Linked DNA regions of Mus musculus: all the other regions are linked to region 2. Evidence: chromatin contacts called from public Hi-C, HiChIP or PLAC-seq and promoter capture Hi-C data. All regions are on one chromosome and are shown on one strand. Each heading gives the region's core, a stretch centred on a gene start, on an enhancer-like site or on the middle of the called end of the contact. The rest is flanking DNA. Distances are from core to core; before and after follow the strand shown. Region 1 overlaps M1ap (meiosis 1 associated protein). Region 2 holds the start of Mob1a (MOB kinase activator 1A). Region 3 overlaps Sema4f (sema domain, immunoglobulin domain (Ig), TM domain, and short cytoplasmic domain). Region 4 has its middle 27 kb from the start of Stambp. Region 5 holds the start of 2310069B03Rik (RIKEN cDNA 2310069B03 gene). Region 6 holds the start of Nagk (N-acetylglucosamine kinase).

Evidence for each region. Promoter capture Hi-C pulls out the DNA fragments that hold promoters and counts their contacts. Hi-C and Micro-C count contacts between places; a contact is called where the count stands out from the background. HiChIP or PLAC-seq counts read pairs in DNA pulled down with a chosen protein or histone mark. Capture Hi-C pulls out chosen DNA fragments and counts their contacts.
Region 1: a contact with region 2 is called in a promoter capture Hi-C map of pre-B cells, with 2.1 times the contacts expected there. The contact joins the enhancer-like site here to the promoter of Mob1a in region 2. A contact is called at or near these places in 9 of 39 promoter capture datasets (the C10 cell line, cranial neural crest, frontonasal cranial neural crest and 4 more), 2 of 15 datasets of contacts at CTCF or cohesin (the NIH/3T3 cell line and pro-B cells), 7 of 484 Hi-C or Micro-C datasets (the Ba/F3 cell line, bone marrow, cortical neurons and 4 more), 17 of 115 datasets of contacts at active chromatin or transcription factors (the 230-238 cell line, the SCID.adh cell line, Th17 cells and 13 more) and 4 of 9 other capture datasets (adipose tissue, bone marrow-derived macrophages, liver and 1 more).
Region 3: a contact with region 2 is called in a Hi-C map of natural killer cells, with 9 times the contacts expected there. The contact joins the enhancer-like site here to the promoter of Mob1a in region 2. A contact is called at or near these places in 1 of 39 promoter capture datasets (cranial neural crest), 1 of 484 Hi-C or Micro-C datasets (natural killer cells), 6 of 115 datasets of contacts at active chromatin or transcription factors (the SCID.adh cell line, effector CD8 T cells, large pre-B cells and 3 more) and 1 of 9 other capture datasets (adipose tissue).
Region 4: a contact with region 2 is called in an H3K4me3 HiChIP or PLAC-seq map of bone marrow-derived macrophages, with 4 times the contacts expected there. The contact joins the enhancer-like site here to the promoter of Mob1a in region 2. A contact is called at or near these places in 7 of 39 promoter capture datasets (the HPC-7 cell line, cranial neural crest, hippocampal neurons and 4 more), 7 of 115 datasets of contacts at active chromatin or transcription factors (bone marrow-derived macrophages, embryonic stem cells, large pre-B cells and 1 more) and 1 of 9 other capture datasets (liver).
Region 5: a contact with region 2 is called in a promoter capture Hi-C map of neutrophils, with 5 times the contacts expected there. The contact joins the promoter of 2310069B03Rik here to the promoter of Mob1a in region 2. A contact is called at or near these places in 3 of 39 promoter capture datasets (neural stem cells, neutrophils and stem cell-derived epiblast-like cells) and 4 of 115 datasets of contacts at active chromatin or transcription factors (bone marrow-derived macrophages, embryonic stem cells, memory CD8 T cells and 1 more).
Region 6: a contact with region 2 is called in a promoter capture Hi-C map of adipose tissue. The contact joins the promoter of Nagk here to the promoter of Mob1a in region 2. A contact is called at or near these places in 9 of 39 promoter capture datasets (the 3T3-L1 cell line, the HPC-7 cell line, cranial neural crest and 6 more), 4 of 484 Hi-C or Micro-C datasets (CD4 T cells, CD8 T cells, natural killer cells and 1 more), 6 of 115 datasets of contacts at active chromatin or transcription factors (bone marrow-derived dendritic cells, embryonic stem cells, extraembryonic endoderm stem cells and 3 more) and 5 of 9 other capture datasets (adipose tissue, embryonic stem cells, liver and 2 more).

Annotation. Positions count from the first base shown.
Region 1 is chr6:83,008,892-83,011,591 of GRCm38.p6, reverse strand. The region is part of intron 7 of M1ap (meiosis 1 associated protein); the gene reads right to left. All of the region lies in intron 2 of Gm32644 (a long non-coding RNA gene), which reads left to right. Among named protein-coding and RNA genes, the nearest start is that of Gm32644, 12 kb to the left of the region's middle. Within about 2 kb of position 1,376, at least 56 of the 459 cell types and tissues checked have an H3K27ac peak or open chromatin away from gene starts, as enhancers often do. A contact at or near this core is called in the 230-238 cell line, the Ba/F3 cell line, the SCID.adh cell line and 7 more, where this site is marked.
Region 2 is chr6:83,324,690-83,327,389 of GRCm38.p6, reverse strand. Mob1a (MOB kinase activator 1A) reads right to left here and starts at 1,351. Exons shown (of 6, transcript NM_145571.2): 1 at 1,123-1,351. The coding sequence starts at 1,136. It also overlaps a transcript of Mthfd2 not described here.
Region 3 is chr6:82,912,036-82,914,895 of GRCm38.p6, reverse strand. Sema4f (sema domain, immunoglobulin domain (Ig), TM domain, and short cytoplasmic domain) reads left to right here. Exons shown (of 14, transcript NM_011350.4): 13 at 471-529; 14 at 792-2,860. The coding sequence ends at 1,405. Among named protein-coding and RNA genes, the nearest start is that of Sema4f, 26 kb to the left of the region's middle. Within about 2 kb of position 1,330, at least 81 of the 459 cell types and tissues checked have an H3K27ac peak or open chromatin away from gene starts, as enhancers often do. A contact at or near this core is called in the SCID.adh cell line, effector CD8 T cells, memory CD8 T cells and 1 more, where this site is marked.
Region 4 is chr6:83,597,656-83,600,355 of GRCm38.p6, reverse strand. No RefSeq gene overlaps it. Among named protein-coding and RNA genes, the nearest start is that of Stambp, 27 kb to the right of the region's middle. Within about 2 kb of position 1,290, at least 30 of the 459 cell types and tissues checked have an H3K27ac peak or open chromatin away from gene starts, as enhancers often do. A contact at or near this core is called in bone marrow-derived macrophages, where this site is marked.
Region 5 is chr6:82,880,555-82,883,254 of GRCm38.p6, reverse strand. 2310069B03Rik (RIKEN cDNA 2310069B03 gene) reads left to right here and starts at 1,402. Exons shown (of 4, transcript NR_040520.1): 1 at 1,402-1,486; 2 at 1,946-2,018.
Region 6 is chr6:83,793,703-83,796,402 of GRCm38.p6, reverse strand. It overlaps Nagk (N-acetylglucosamine kinase), which reads right to left and starts at 1,346. Exons shown (of 10, transcript NM_019542.2): 1 at 1,121-1,346. The coding sequence starts at 1,149. It also overlaps the pseudogene LOC665004.

The DNA of each region.
Region 1 (2,700 bases), core at 127-2,626, 320 kb after region 2:
AGGACAACTCCAATTTAGGAGAGGAAAACTGAGGTGGCCCCAGGTGACTGGAGTGTAAAGGACACCATGGCTGAAAGTGGATGAGGTTTCAAGCCTGGGTGACTTAGACAATGATAGAGCTCTATTAACAGAAAGACAGAAGTTAGAACAGGAGTTGGCTGTGGGGAACCCCGGTGTGGGAAGGCGGGGGCACAGAGAATTGCACGGGGAACTGAGGAGGCACTGGATTTGAAAAGGACAAATAAACCAAATGTAAAAATCCCGGACCAGAGATGGAGGCAAAGTTCAGCACACACAGGGCTGTGGAGACGGATCAGCAACTAGGAGCTCTTTGCGACCTTCAAAGAACCCAAGTTTGGTTCCAGCAACCATGCTAGCCAGGGCATAACTGCCTGAAACTCCAGGTCTAGCCTCGGTGGCCACCTGTAACAAGCGGCGTACACTCATATAGATATATATCCATACAGGCTAATAAAAATAAAGATCTAAAAAAAAAAACCAAGGTTCGGGCAACTTGTGCAAACAGGGTCAGGCATGTTCAAACCAAATAATAAGCCTTGTCACATAGTAAGTGTAAAACTATTTCTTGTCGAATGAATGACTTGAAGCTTGTGAAAAATTCTTCTCTCTCTCTCCCTCTCTCTCTCTTGTGCTGCCATTTGGGATTTATGCCACGCAGAGAAGGTGTCATTCAAATAGCATGGATGTAGAAAACTGATTTGTCCCTCCTCCCACTAGGAGGGCAGTGGGAAGATCAAGATCCCTGGGACCCACACAGAGTACGACTCCTGATGGCTGTCCCCTAACTCCCATGCATATTACAGCGTGGAAACCTCCTACTTCCCAAACAAACACACAAACACACAAACACACACACAAACACACAGACATAAAAGGAGACCATGAATGAGCAGACTCTGTTCTAGTGAAATACTGAAGCCTACAGTGTGAGCAAAGGAGAATCAAAACCAAGTCCAAAAGCAACATCAGGAGGAAAAAGTTTGTTTCAGCTGTCTGTCTGTCTGTCTGTCCTCAGAGGAAGCCAAGCCAGGACCTCAAGGCATGAACTTGGAGGCAGGAACAGGAGCAGAGAGCACAGAAGAAGCTCTCGATGGCTTGCTCAGACTACTTTTTTAAAAAATGAAACTCAGGGCCACCTATGTAGTTTTTAAATAAAACCTCAATTGTTTGATTTTAGCAACGAAGCCTTGGGAGCCAGATGTGGGGGTGAAAGCCTGCTAGCTCAGAGAGGCAGAGAAAGCACCCAGCTGACCTTCCTCCTCAGTCCACATCCTAGAAGAACCTCTCTCTCACCCTGTCGCAGAAAACCTCCATCAAACAGAGTATCCGTCCCTTCTACTTCCTGTGCGTCTCGCTATCTGTCCTCCTGAGTCCCTCTTACAGTCTATGGTTGTTTTTCCCTTAATAATCTGATGTTCACTTCCTGTCTACTGGTTGCTTGCTCCGCCTCTTGACCTATGTTTGACTTTATTTAATCCGTTTACAGAAAGCTCTTGGATAGAATTTAATCAGAAAGCTCTTGGATTAAAGGTGTGTGCTAAGGCTGAGCCACACTACAACTAAAATCAGGTTTTCTCAGTAAATAACAATCTCTGGGTTGATCACAGTGAGATAAAATATCCTGTAATAACCTGCCCAGTGGGAGGTACCACCCATAATAGGATGGCCTCTCCCACATTAAGAAAATGCCCTGTAGACTTGCCTACCAACCAGTCTTACAGAAGCATTTTCTCAGTTGAGAGTCCCTCCTCCCAGATACCTTTAGCTTGTGACAAGTTGACAAAAAGTCAACCAGGACATCCATTCATCCATTTAAGACATTAAGTTATTTCTAATTTTCCACCACTGTAAATAACACTGAGATGCACGTCTTGTTTTATATGTCTTTACTTCATTGTCTTGGACTATAATCCTGGCAAGAGTGTTGAAGGATGCATATTTTCAGGAAAATGTGTTAAAATGCTAATGTCTAAAATATCACATACTCCCCAGGCATAGTGGTGTACACCTTTAATCCTAGTACTCAGCAAGTGGACACAGGAGTATCTTAGTGAGTTTGAGGCCAGCCTGGCCTACAAAGTGAGTTCCAGAACAGCCAGGGCTACGCCAGGGAGAGACTTTGTCTCAAAAAACAAAAAACGAAATGAACAAAAAAAAAATCCTCTACTATAAGCATTAAGCCAAGTATAGCGGTGCCTGTGCATACCGATGCTGGGGAAGCAAAGGCTATCCTCAGCTACATAGCAAGTTTCAGAAGGTTAACCTGGGCTACATGAGACCCTGCCTTTATTTAAACAACAAAACAACAACAAAACAACAACACAACAACAAAACAACAACTGTATTAAAAGCAAGGTCAGGGAGGCCGAGATGGGAAGGTCTTGAAGTCAAGGCTTGTTTGGGTTGCAGAGTAAGTTCAAGTCCCTGGGTAACTTAAAATGAGACCTGTCTCAGACTAAATACATAAACAAACAAACAAACAAACAAACAAACAAACAAATGGAGGCCTGGGGATATAGAATCAGGGTAGAGTGACTAGCATATGTGAGATCCTGGGTTCAACCTCCAATTTGTCAAAAAGAAAAGAAAAGGGATTGAAAGCACTGGGAGAAATGCTTGCTGAGTGATGGATCATCTCAGAGACTCTGAGGAAGTGGGTGGAGAACCTAAGTAAACTGA
Region 2 (2,700 bases), core at 102-2,601:
AACACAAAATACAGACACAGACACACACACACACACACACACACACACACAAACGATGCTTAACATTGCTGGTCATTGGGAGAATGTAAATCAATAAATTCCACTTCACCCTCAGATCTATCAGTGGTAATTACCAGGCAGGTGTGAACTGAAGAATTCTGAAAACTCAATACAATGAGAATGGGATGTTAAATGCAGTGCAGGCTTTAGAAGGCTTGGCAGTGCCTCAAAGGCTAACATGCAAAAACCTCACTAAGACCCAGGAGATACCATCACACACACATACCCAAAAACCTATAACCAGCTGCTCACAGCAGCGTTATTCAGAATAGCCAAAGAGTGGGAAAAACTGTCCATCGGTTTAAGTTATAAATAAAAACTTCCATTTACCTCACCTGGCTGAAGAGCTATGGACAGTCCACAAGAAGAGTCAGGTTTTTCAGGGACAAGCTCAAATAGACTCATAATGAAATAGTCAGCTCTACACCCAAGTACATACAGACGACACTAACTGGATCCATTACGTATGTATGTTGTATAGACGTAATATAGAATATAGATAAGAGAACATGAATTTGAATGGGAGATGAGAGGGCACTGGAGGAGTTAGAAATGAAAATACGCATCTATTAAGTTCTCAAAAAAAATAAAAACCTTAAAAAAAATTCACATGTGGGCCGAGATGAAAGCACCCACCTTTAATCCCAACATCTAAGAGGGCTCGAGGCCAGCCTGGGCTACATAGCAAGACCATTTCTCAAAACAAAACCCCCACATTTAAAGGAGGCCTGTCCTAGTGGCCGAGGCTGTATCCTGGCTCCTTGGGAAAGCAGAGGCAGGAGGAGTCCAGGTTCAAGCCCCGCCTGGGCTAAGAGAAAAGTCACATTGGAAGGAGCAATGCCCTCTTCCCAAATGCAAACCTGTGGGAAGCCACTGAGAACCTGCGCCTTTCTTTCTCAGCCTGGTCTGGTCACCGAGGCACTGCACATTTTCCTGCGCTAGCCGATCCCGGGGCGGCAGGCCCGGAGCAGCCCTAGGTCGGGCTCCGCCCTCCGCTTGGCCCCTCGGCCCGGCCCTGCCGACCGACACCCGCCCCGCCCCGGCCCGGCCCGGCCCACTCACAAGAGGAAGCTCATCCTCGCTAGCCCGAGGGGCCGTGGCCCCCGCCCCGTCAGACTCGGCGCCGCCGCGGGCACCGGGAGGCAGAGGACGGTCCGCGGCTCTACAGGGCTGCCGAAGCTTCACGGCCCGGGTTTGGTACCGAGTTCCAGCCGCCGCGACCAAGCACCGACCGCGGGCTCCTCCGCGCTGCCTCCCACAGCTCCGCGAGCCAAAATGCGGAACCAAGAGGATCTCGCGAGACCGGGCTTCTTCCCGTCCCGCTGAGCTTCACCCTGCCCCTTCCTGAGCTCAGCCAATCAGTATTCTGTGGGCACGGGAGGGAAATGGGGCCAACTAGGCGCCGCTGTCAACTGTTCCGTGGCCGAGGGACGTCTGCCAGCGCTACTTGGTGACTGTTTCGCTATTTAGAAAAACTTGATGTCTTCTCCTAAAGGAATGCTATTCTGGCCACCTCGCCTGTTGATGGACACCTGGGAGGTTTCTACACACACACTGTAACGCTGCTATGAATGTCCATGTGCATGTTCCGTGTGGGAGGATATGTTGACACCAGGTGACACTATGGTAGAATGAAGAAAAGAGGGGGGAGAAAAAAAACCTGTGGAAATAAATGAAACTGCAGATGCGCAGTGGCAAAGATCCAGTATTTTGCCGGTGGTTTAAAACCATTTGAATGCCACCTGTCACATTAATGTCATCAATTTTATTTTATCAACTTTTGGGTTCCTGTTTGTTTGCGTGTTGTTCCTTGGTTGAGACAGGATCTCAGGTGTTCCAGGCTGCCCAGGCTGGTTTAAAGTTTACTATGTCGCCAAGGATGACCCTGACCTCCTGACCGTCCTGCGTCTGCTTCCCAGGTGCGGGAATTACAGGCTTGAGCTACCACCTGCCTCCTTCTATTAACTTTTTAAACCACCTTTTATACATTTGTATTTATTAGTGTGGTATGTAGTAGTAGCTGGTTCTCCTTTTCTACCTTGATGGGGGGGGGGGCAGCCTAGGTTATCAGGATTATTCAGTAAGCTTTTTCTTTTCTTTCTTTCCTTTTTTTCACTAACTTCTGTAAATTTGTATGTGATTTAGAGTATGTGCCTTGATATATTTTTTGAATCTTTTGTTTGTTTGTTTTTGGTTTTGTTTTTTGTTGGTTTTTTTTGTTTGTTTGTTTTCCTGGTTTTTTGAGACAGGGTCTCTATGTAGTCCTGCTGTCCTGGAACTTGTTTTGTAGATCAGGCTGGCCTCGAACTAACAGATATCTTCCTGCCTCTGCCTCTTGTCCTTTTATTTGTTTATTTTTTTCATAAGTATATTTTTAAATAACATATTATTAAGGTTTGAGTCTGTGTCCTTATGTTTATATCAAGTCAGGACAAGCATGATGATACACAGCTTCTTTAATCCCAGCACTGGGAGGTAGAGGCAGATGGGTCTTTGTGAGTTCATGGCCAGCTTGGTCTGCATAGCATGTTCTAGGACAGCCATGACTACATAGAAAGACTCTCAAAAATTATATGTGTGTGTGTATGTATGTGTGTGTATGTATATATATATATATATGTATATGTGTGTATACATATA
Region 3 (2,860 bases), core at 81-2,580, 410 kb after region 2:
AACCAAGTACTGTGATAACCAAATACTATGATAACTGAGTACTGTGTTAACTGAGTACTTTGTTAACTGAATACTGTGACAACCAAGTACTATGATAACTGAGTACTGTGGTAACCAAGTACTGTAATAACCAAATACTATGATAACTGAGTACTGTGATAACTTAGTACTGTGTTAACTGAGTACTTTGTTAACTGAATACTGTGGCAACCAAGTACTGTGATAACTGAGTACTGTGGTAACCAAGTACTATGATAACTGAGTACTGTGATAACTTAGTACTGTGTTAACTGAGTACTTTGTTAACTGAATACTGTGGCAACCAAGTACTGTGATAACTGAGTACTGTGGTAACCAAGTACTGTGGTAGTGGGAGTACCGTGGGGCTGAGTACCATGGTACTGTGAGGGTCTGAGGAAGGTGCAAGCACATTGGAACACTAGGTTTACCAGATATTCTCTTCTCTGTAGGATGGTTCAAGACATAGAGTCAGCAGATGTCTCTTCTTTGTGTCCAAAAGAACCTGGAGGTTTGTATGGCTCAGAGAAATGCGGGTGGAATGTATAGAAAGGGGCTAGAGAGTTGATCTTTTTTGTCTCATTCAAAAGACTTGATCCCATGAAGACATGGCAGTCCAGGACCCAGGACCCAGGACCCAGGGCCTTTCCATTTTTGGGAATCCCTTTTGGCAATGTCCCTACATATCTTATATATGACATCTCTCCATATGCCCCCATCCTACTTCCTGCCTATAGCTTCATGTCTTTTGTGTCTTTGCCTTCTCTCCACAGAACATCCGGTAGTGTTTGAAGTTCCAGTGGCTACGGTGGGCCACGTGGTCCTGCCGTGCTCCCCCAGTTCTGCCTGGGCATCCTGTGTGTGGCACCAGCCCAGTGGAGTGACTTCGCTCACCCCACGAAGGGATGGGCTAGAGGTGGTGGTGACCCCAGGGGCCATGGGGGCTTATGCTTGCGAGTGTCAGGAGGGTGGAGCCGCCCGTGTGGTGGCTGCTTATAGCTTGGTGTGGGGCAGCCAGAGGGGGCCCGCAAACCGGGCCCACACCGTTGTGGGGGCTGGGCTGGTTGGCTTTTTCCTGGGTGTTCTAGCAGCATCTCTCACTCTCCTCCTGATTGGTCGCCGTCAGCAGCGGCGGCGACAGAGGGAGCTTCTAGCTAGAGACAAGGTGGGCTTAGATCTGGGGGCTCCACCTTCTGGGACCACAAGCTATAGCCAAGACCCTCCCTCTCCTTCACCTGAAGATGAACGGCTGCCCCTGGCCCTGGGTAAGCGGGGCAGTGGTTTTGGTGGCTTCCCTCCACCCTTCCTGCTGGATTCTTGCCCGAGCCCAGCCCACATCCGGCTCACTGGGGCTCCTCTGGCCACGTGCGATGAGACGTCTATCTAAAGCCAGGAAAATGACTGCCAGCCATGAGCAATCTCTGGAACTAGCGGCTACGAAGACCAGGGTCACTGAACCTGGGAGACGATCATGGCTGCTCCATTCTCTTGGAGTCTGTGTGATCACACGTCAGTGTCTGTCCTCTGGACCTGGATGAGCTGAGGGCCAGACCTTTGCCTGATTCCTGATTCTCATGAGAGATCAACCCTGTAGCCCTCTGCTATGGCCTCTTGTCTTGGGCCCATCATCAGCTTGTGGGGTGGAGCAAGGACACAGGCTCTGATTTGCTTATGGTGGGCCCCCGGAAAGAGGGAGCACTGCGGGGTGGTTGGAGCGCGTGTGCCCTGCATCCGTGTGGTGCCTGTATGATGATTTTCCAGTTTGCTGACTCTGGGGAGCGCATGATCCCCGGACTGCCTTGAGATCTCTCCCAACTCAGTTTCCCTTTGTCCCTTGAAGAGTGTGTGTCTATACACTGGTGTGCCTCGAAGACCTGTCCAGGTGTGTGTGGATGACAGGGCCGGTGCCTAGGTGCTTTTGGGGGGTCGGAGAGGAAGGTTGGAACGGGGGACAACTTTACCCTCGGTAGCCAGTGAGGGAAACCACACGACCCCATCACCCCACAGCGCTTCTTCAACTTTGAGCAAAGTTCCCAAAGTGACCTTCTGGTGGGAAGGGCAGCAGGACACGTGGCCCCGTCCTTCTCCTCATCTTTCTCCTCTGGCTGCCACCACTGCCGTGCCACCGCTGCTTTTTCCCTGGCTGGAGTGGAGGCTGAGCCCTCTTTCCTTGGCTTCCATTTAAAATGAACTTCACAACATTCTAGCTATTGAGGGATGACAAAAGGAACCCAGAAAAGTGTGTAGGAAATTACAAGCAGGTTCAAGAAGATTTGCCTCAGTGACTTTCACCCTTGCCCTAAAGCAGGAGTCCCCTAGCAGGACTCCCTGAAATTGTATGCAAAGAAATGTCTGTCCATGTGTGGCATGTGTGCGTGCGTGCGTGTGTGTGTGTGTGTGTGTGTGTGTGTGTGTGTGTGTGTGATGGCTTTCATCAGATTCTCAAGGCCTTAATGAGGTTAAAGGACCATGGTCCATAGTCACCACACTTGGGCCACATAAATGGAGGAGGTGTTGCTGTGAGGCAGTTCCTCCCTGGCCTGCTGCCTGAGGCCAGTCCCTGGACACACTGCTGCTGGAGATCCCACCTCTCTCCAGTCCTCCTCGGAAGCTAGTGAAGCTAGGCTCTGCACGTGCTTGAAGACACCATCGCCTCCTTTCTTGCTTCGTTATTCCTGTGTGCGCTGCATCTGCTCCGTCCTGCTCTTGGCCTGTGAATGTGCCTCGTCCATCCCTGGTGAGGGACCTCGAACCCCGGTGAGGATGCAGCCCTTTCCAGTTGAAGTTTCTGTTCTACTTTCCTTGACAGCAGCCTGTGAATTACTCAAGAGTCCCCTTGGGT
Region 4 (2,700 bases), core at 41-2,540, 270 kb before region 2:
TGTGAGTTTAAGTGCCCCGGTGTTTGGTGCATAGATACTAAGGATTGCACTGTCCTCTTGGTGGATTTTTCTCTTGATGACTATGTAGTGTTCTTCCCCATCTCTAACCCTCAGGGCTGAAGATTTAAAGGGCCCCAGAATAGTGGAACCAACTGTGACAGGCCATGACAAGGAGTTGGCTTTTTATTTAACCTTTTGCTGTATTTGAGCTGTCTTGCCACTCCATTTTGATTTTAAATAATTCATTATGTTTATGGTTTCTTGTATAGAAAGTGCATCGGAGGGAACTGAGAGTAGAGAACGGACAACACATGTAGAATGCTTTTGCAACAGGTCAGGCAAGTTCTGCACTGGGTTGCTGAAGGAAGGAAGCTGCCAGACTCTAAGAATAGCCTGGAGATAAACGCAGGACTTAACTGAAGTCCGGGGAGGGACGAGGACAGTCTAGCCATCCAGGGGTGTTGGCTATTGCATACTTATGGAGATAAAACAAAGGATTTGATGAATGCTAAGAAGGGGAAAAGTGGGTCTGGTCACACCTGGCTTCAGCTATTCCTTAGTTATGGAGATAAAGGACAGACTTGCAATCTGGAGTGGGGAGCAGACAGTGGAAAGGAGTAAGGGATTCGTCAACACCCTTGGGCAAAGTTGTAAAACTAACCATTGACCCAGGCAGGGAAAACTTTCAAATGACCCCTCAGCCTCCACAGCTCTGAAGTTTCAGGATATCCTCAGCTGGTAACTGAGGGCAGGATGTCTACAGCTCAGACCAGATCCCTCACACTGTGTACATCTAAATAGCAACTCGAGGATTGCAGATCTCTAAGATCCTAGGACGACTCAATACAAACAGCACTTTGTGCCCACTGCGCTCTTCCGCACTGGCCGGAGATCCACAGACAGAGCCCGGTTGGGACAGACCTGAGACTATGGGATGCGGAGTGGATGCGCTAAGAACTCTGGGGGGCAGCCCGAGATCCACAGACAGAGCCCGGTTGGGACAGACCTGAGACTATGGGATGCAGAGTGGATGCGCTAAGAACTCTGGGAGGCGGAAGGAACAAAGGTCGCGGGGAACATGGAGACCCAAGGCTACTGAAGCTACAACAGAGCGCCTTACCATACCCTTCTTCTTTGGTGCAGCACAGACAGCTACATCCAGCTCCCACAGCAGACGTGATGCCGCTGGCTCATGTGGGCGCCGAAATGCATCGCACACAATGCGGGACGGTCCCCACAACCTCGGGGCGACCTGAAGATGCCTCTAGATTCAGAACAATAGTAAAACAAGGAACTCTCTGCCCCAGCATCCCTAGTGTCCCAGTGTAGCGGCCCATTGTATTTACTTTCACACATGTATATAGTCGTTTTATACAAAACATTTCCATTTCCCTCAAATGCATGCATATATACATAACTATTATACAAATTCACTGTGTTGACATTGAATGAAGGCTGCCGAAGAACTCCATTTGTCAGCCGGACTTTGGCCCCACTGCGCCCTCTATAGCTCAAGGCGAATAGTGCCTGTGTGCTTGATAATGCTCCCTCCTGCTTCACTCCAAAACCTCAGAATAGAAACAGAAGTTCAGACCTCCTCCCACCCCGCCACAGATGCCTGCGTGTTCTTTACAATGTAGTCAGATGTAGACATTTTGTACATTGTTCATAATATTTACTTTTACACATGTATATAGTCGTTTTATATAAAACATTTCCATTTCCCTCAAATGCATGCATATATACATAACTATTATACAAATAAATATTCTATGCACATATATACACATGTTTGTATATTATATACATATATACATATATTTATTTCCATGTTAGTTTTAAAAGCACCAGAGCATTTCACTGATTATACTAAATATAAGTTAATGTACATTAAGTTCACTTAACCTGTCTGATATTGACAGCCATCATCCCATTTTAGGTTTTTTCAATGCTGTCAATTGCCAAAAACTATGTCAGCCACCCATCCACTGACAGCTGCTTTTACTGGTATCACACATTAGGCGTCATGACAACTGTGCACAGAAGGGCTTTACGTAAACATCAAAAACAGAGAGAGGGGAAAGCTCAAGTCCAGGATTTCCCCAGCACTCTGGTAGAGGCTCCTGTGCCTGCTAGCAAATCTCTGATTCCTCTACAAGTGGAACCAAAGGACAGGACATTTGAGGTCAGAGTAGCAGACAAGTCCCAGAATAGACTGTGAGTCATTATGGCAGCCAATAAGAGATCAGTTTACACTAGTTTGTAATTTCTGAAGTTTCCTCGAATTCTCTGTTAGTAATATTCACAGCAACTTAGATCTGTGTAAGCTGAAAGAAAAATCAGTGTTATTTTTTCATGAGTGAATAAATGGACAGATGACTGCTAGTTAAAACTTCTGGCTGATAGTATTTACTTTCACAAATGTATATAGTCATTTTGTACAAAAGCAAACATTATATTTACATTTACATAGCTCATATTTTAGTCAATTTTAGAACCATGTATACTTACAATTATAAATATTCTCTCATCATTAAAAGTCAATAATAGAAAATGCAAATTGTAAATAGAAAAGCCATATGTTAACAGGCCAACATCTGTTTACTTTTGCAAAGATTGTAAACACAAAGGAGGATCATCCAGATTGACAGTACAGATAGAAGACCTTTGGAAGTTATAGAAAATTGGAATGTTACCCTA
Region 5 (2,700 bases), core at 153-2,652, 440 kb after region 2:
GAGAAAGTCTCACTCTGGAGCCCAGGCTGGTCTGAAACTCACTATGTAGCCCCAGGTCGAACTTGTAGCAGTCCTCCTGCCTCAACCTCTCAAGTGCTGGGATTTCATAAACAATCTTCTCAAACCCATCTTGTAGATGAAAACTGAGGCAGAGAGAAAGGAAGTGACTCACCCCAAGTCCCCAAACAGTCCACGCCCAGATGTTCAGGTGCAGAGCACATTTCTTTTTTCAGTTCTAAAGGACTGTGTATACTATCTCAATTAAAGGGAGCCACAGAGGCTGTGGCCATAACTCCGCTAGTAGAATGCCTTCATAGCATGTACCGAGCCCTGGTTTACTATCAGGTGCCACGTAAACTGGCAATGGTGGCATGAACCCCTAATTCCACTCTCAAGGTCAGCTCAAGGTCATCCTTGGCTACATAGTGAATTTGAGGCCAGCCTGGGGTACCTGAGACTCTGTCTCACGAAGACTCTGTTATTTCCAGGTGGCAGGTGTGGAGCTAATGCACACAAAGGTAACTTCAAGATGACAAACTAGCGATAGTTGGTGTTAAGACTCCAACTCAGTGCCCTCCGTGAGCCACCACGCGAATGCTGTCCTTTAAATACTTCTGTAATAGCTGCTTAGGTTTGGAAAGAGTTCCTCGCTCACAGTAAGCTGGTAGAGTAACCAGCTATGCTGTGATGACCCACAAGTGATGTCTACTGGTCATTCTGAGCAATGCAGACAGGGCGGAGCAGGCTGTAATGGAAATCTCAAGGACATTGCTGTAGTAGGGGTAGAAAATCTGTTCTGAATGAGCCGCCCCAACTACAAGCTTTGGTGGCGAATGTTACCTTACACTTCTGAATAGCATTTGTGGTGTAGGAGTTCATCAACAGGAAATGTGGCCAGGCTGATGAACTGAGGCAGGAGAACTGCTGGGAGTTCAAGGCCAGTTTGGACTAAATGGAGAGACTGGGTCAGAAGAGGCATAAGGGGGTTCAAAACAAAGAAGAGGAAGAAGGAAGGAGAGGAGAGGAGAGGAGAGGAGAGGAGAGGAGAGGAGAGGAGAGGAGAGGAGAGGACAGGATAGGACAGGACAGGACAGGACAGGAGAGGACAGGAGAGGACAGGAGAGGAGAGGAAGGCAGGGAAGGAGGGAGGATGGGAGAGAGGTGAGAGAGCTAGATTCTGTCTGTTGACAGCTATTGAGCTATCGTTCTTTTCAGAACAAGCATATCTAAAGGGCAAGCATAAATTGGAATATCTGCTACCCTGCTCTGAGTCCTCCCTCCAGGCCCGATGGCCCAGTCGGCTGCATTGAAGGAAGTGCGCATGGCCAACGCGCGAGGGCGCTCGGGGTTGTGAGTAACTTGAGCATCAGAATACTGAGTCAGAAACTTGTGATACAAAGCCTCACTCTTCTAACCTTCACCAGTTTAGGTCCACTGGAAAGGCCACCGGAGCAGGCTCGGTGGGTCCTGCAGACCTGCAGCGCAGGTTGGGCCCTAGGCCAGTGCGGGAGCAGCATTCTTTGCCCAGCGGGTAGGACGCCTTTGCGGGTGGGTTGGGTGTGGGGGACTGTGAGCAGAGGCTGAGTGATCAATAGCCTGCGTGGTTATGAGGCTCTCTCCTCCGCCCTCCTGCCAGCTCCAGGGCCAGTCCTGCGTGCTTCATAAAATTTTATGTAACCTTGCCAACAGCCACTGAGATCTGAGCATGTCCGCCCTCCGTGCTGCCACTCCTGGGGACCACAAGGTCATCTGCTTGGGACCTCCAAGAGTGGGCTACTGTGGCGTTCCCCTGACTGGCTGGCTGGCCCCTTAGTGCAGGCCCCTGGAGAGGCAGAGAAGATGGTTTGGGGTCCTGGTCTTGAGACTTTTTATTTTAGACCAGGCAGTGTTGATTAATTTGCACCCCACCTTTCCTCCTCAGGGTTCTCTGTTTCTCCCTTTAAAGACAGGATAATCGACGGGCATGGTGGCACACACTTTTGGTCCCAGCACTCTGGAGGCTGAAGCTGAGGATCTATGTGAGTTCGAGGCCAGCCTGGTTGGTCTTCAAAATGAGTTTCAGGACAGCCAGGACTACATAGAAACCCTGTCTCGAAAAACAAAAATAAGCAAGCAAGCAAACAAACAAAAATTAGGCTAATCATAGTTAAAAAGATAACAGATTTTGGTGGGAAGGATGTATGAGCAGTGACCAGGGTCAAGAGCAGTTTGCTGCTCTTCCAGAGGACCTAAGTTCATTTCCCAGCACAGCGCCCTCTCCTGGCCTCCTTACACACCTGCCTATGCACACACATAAATAAAAAAAATTGTATAAAATTTATATAAAAATTTAATAAAAATTTTTAAAAGATACCTGATGCTGAAGAGGTGTCCCTAATGGTAAACACTTGCTGCTCTTGTTGAGGGCCAGAGCTAAGTTCCCAGAACTGTATCAAGTGGCTCACAACGGTCCATATATAAGTGATTCTCAACCTTCCTAATGCTACCACCCTTTAACATGGTTCCTCATGGGGGGTGACCTCCAACCATGAAATTATTTTGTTGCTACTTCATAACTGTAATTTTGCTACTGTTATAGCAAATATCTGCGTTTTCTGGTGGTCTGAAGTGACCTTTATGAAAGGGTCATTCAACTCCCCCAAAGGATGGCCTGTGCAACCCACAGGCTGAGAATCACAGCTCTGTGGTACCTAGTAACTA
Region 6 (2,700 bases), core at 97-2,596, 470 kb before region 2:
AGAAACTCATACTGCCTTCAGCAACTAAGCCCTCCTGAGTTAAATCCCTGGGGTAAGTGGTACTTTAGAAGAAGGGTGATACGTGTAGGAGGATGTCCTACTGACCAATACTTTTTGTTGTTGTTGTTTTGTTTTGTTTTGTTTTTTTGTTTTTCAAGACAGGGTTTTTCTGTGTAGCCCTGGCTGTCCTGGAACTCACTGTGTAGACCAGGCTGTCCTCGAACTCAGAAATCTGCCTGCCTCTGCCTCCCAAGTGCTGGGATTAAAGGCGTGCGCCACCACCGCCCGGCTCTGACCAATACTTCTTGTAATAGACAATAAAGACTCGATCCAACTCAAAGAGTAGTACATCAAGAGTACATCCGAAGGGATATTAATGCATGAGACAGTAGATTAAAAATCCAAATTAATTTCTTGACAAACTGGGAAAAATAAGTTCTACCTTCCATATGAATATAACAAGGCTAAGTGCAAACTCCTACGCTGTGCTGAGGGTTTTTCCTTGTAAGGTATCATAAATAAAGCCAGGGGTCATCCGCTTTCGCAATTCACGGGAAGAGACTTCCGGGTAAATCAGCAGCAAGCAGCTAGGATACCAAATCTTCCTATCAGGTCCTGATTTGACACACCCAGTTCCACAAAATGCTTGTCACGCGCAGGGGACCGGATAAACCACCATCTTGCTCACTCTTGTCCTTGCCTTACGTCTCACCCAAAGCCATGCTTAGTAGAGCTACTTCCCAAAGTCAAGCAGACCAGCTTCTAAGCAGGAGAATATAGGAACCAAGGGCGTTCGGGGCCGACAGCAGTGGAGGGTCCGGAGCACCAAGATAAGACAGTGCTCTGGTGACAGCTGCTTAACTCCCGGGTTCCCTTGTGCATGAATCTCAGTCTCAGCTTCTGCCTCTTTCCCACGTCCACCCGCGACCGGCAACTTCCCACCTGACCCCCCAGCTCTGCACAACTCTCCAGGTTGACACAAGAGCCCTGTGGCAGAAAGGTGATGGCCGGGAGGGGCGTGGTCGCACCGTGGAGCACAAAGGCACCGGGCATGGTGTGGGCCGCCGCCCCCTGACCCGCCGCTCCCGGACGGACAGCCTTCGGCCGATCCAGCGCTCACCCTTCCACGCCACCATAAAGCGCGGCCATACTACCGTTGCCACCGCTGGTCCGCCGTAGCAACCTCGACCCTAGCCGTGACTTCGCTCCCGCCCACACGGGCACCGCCCCTTGTCATGTGACTACGACGCGCTTGCGTAGGGTGTGGATGCTACGTCCTCTCTCGCCCCTGCTGTCGCCTCCCGCAGCTTTCCCCTCCGGTTTTTTCTAGCCCGCCGTTCAAGTGACTGCTTCGCGAGGAGGCGGCACCCCAGCTGAGGCTCCTGGGAGGGTGTGTGAGGGCTGCCAAGGGCCAGCCGGAAGTAGCTGGCAGACGCGCGCTAACTGTGGGGTGCGCACGCGCAGACGCTTTTGGAGGCAAGCTCAGAGTCTGGCGGATGTGTCTGAGGACCAGGGCGGGAGCCAACGTCCAGACCACCCCACCCTGGCTCATGAGCGCACACTCTACCTTGTGCTGAGTACGCTGAGCAGGTCTCAGTGAGGCCCCAGGCTGCTGTCAGCTGAGGTTTGTGCGGCGGTGAGGATAGAGCCCAGGGTTTCATGTGTGTCAGGCTAGCGCTCTACAAGTGATCTGAGTCCAACTCTGTTCTTTCTGGACTGTATCTCGTCTGTATAACCCAGACTGGCATGGAATGCAATGCTGGCTCAGCATGCTAAAAACTGGCACTCACAGACCATATTTCACCTTCTGGCCACCACCTGCTCAACTCTAAACTGTGCAGTGGAACTGGAGGAAGAGAGGAAGATACCGTTAGGTCCTGTAGAAGAGTGACTCCTGCGTGTTTCCTCAGGCTCCAGGTTGTTCCAGCCCTACTTAAGAGGCAGCTTCAATAGCCAGGAGGACTGTCTGCTGCTCTTGACATTTCTTTGAGACTTCAGATGGAGTCTCCTTGGGGCTAGCATGTCTCTGTCCAACCTCGGACCTCTGAGCCTGCCTCCTGTGGAGAAATCTTGAACTGGGATCCTCTTTCCCTGTCAGATAATTGGGTCCGGTTGTGTTTTGATGTAAACAGTTGGGAAGGTGGGCACACAGAGCCTCATATATCCCAAACTCACCTCAGACTCTGGCTGAGGATGACCTTAAACTCCTGATTCTCCTGCCCCACCTCCCAAGTGCTAGGATGTTTTGGTGTAGGCTTGCTTTCTAAGGTTCCAGAGTGAATGAATTCTTTACCTCCTTTCTTACCTATGTGACTCAGTAAAGCACCAAATAATTCAAGAATAGAAATAACATTATTGCCTGATAGAGAAACTAGAGGGAAGTGAGACATTACCATTCACAGTACTTCAGAGCTGGAAAATGCTTCCTCCAACAACATCTTTAGAATCAAAGATAATTCCATAGGATTCTGATTGAATGGAAGTTTTGGCAAGAGTGTGATGTTGTGGGTGAATTCTGATGGAAAAGTTCCCTTTAGCACTGGTGTAATGAGTCTTGGGATCCATTTGTGACAGCGCTGATGTGCTTTTGTTCTGTTGTTTGAATCTTTTTGTAATGAGATTGCAAGTCACCAGGACTGGCCCTACACTCCTGAGGTGTCTGAGGCTGTCCTTGAATCCCAGTCTTTCTGTCTCCACCCC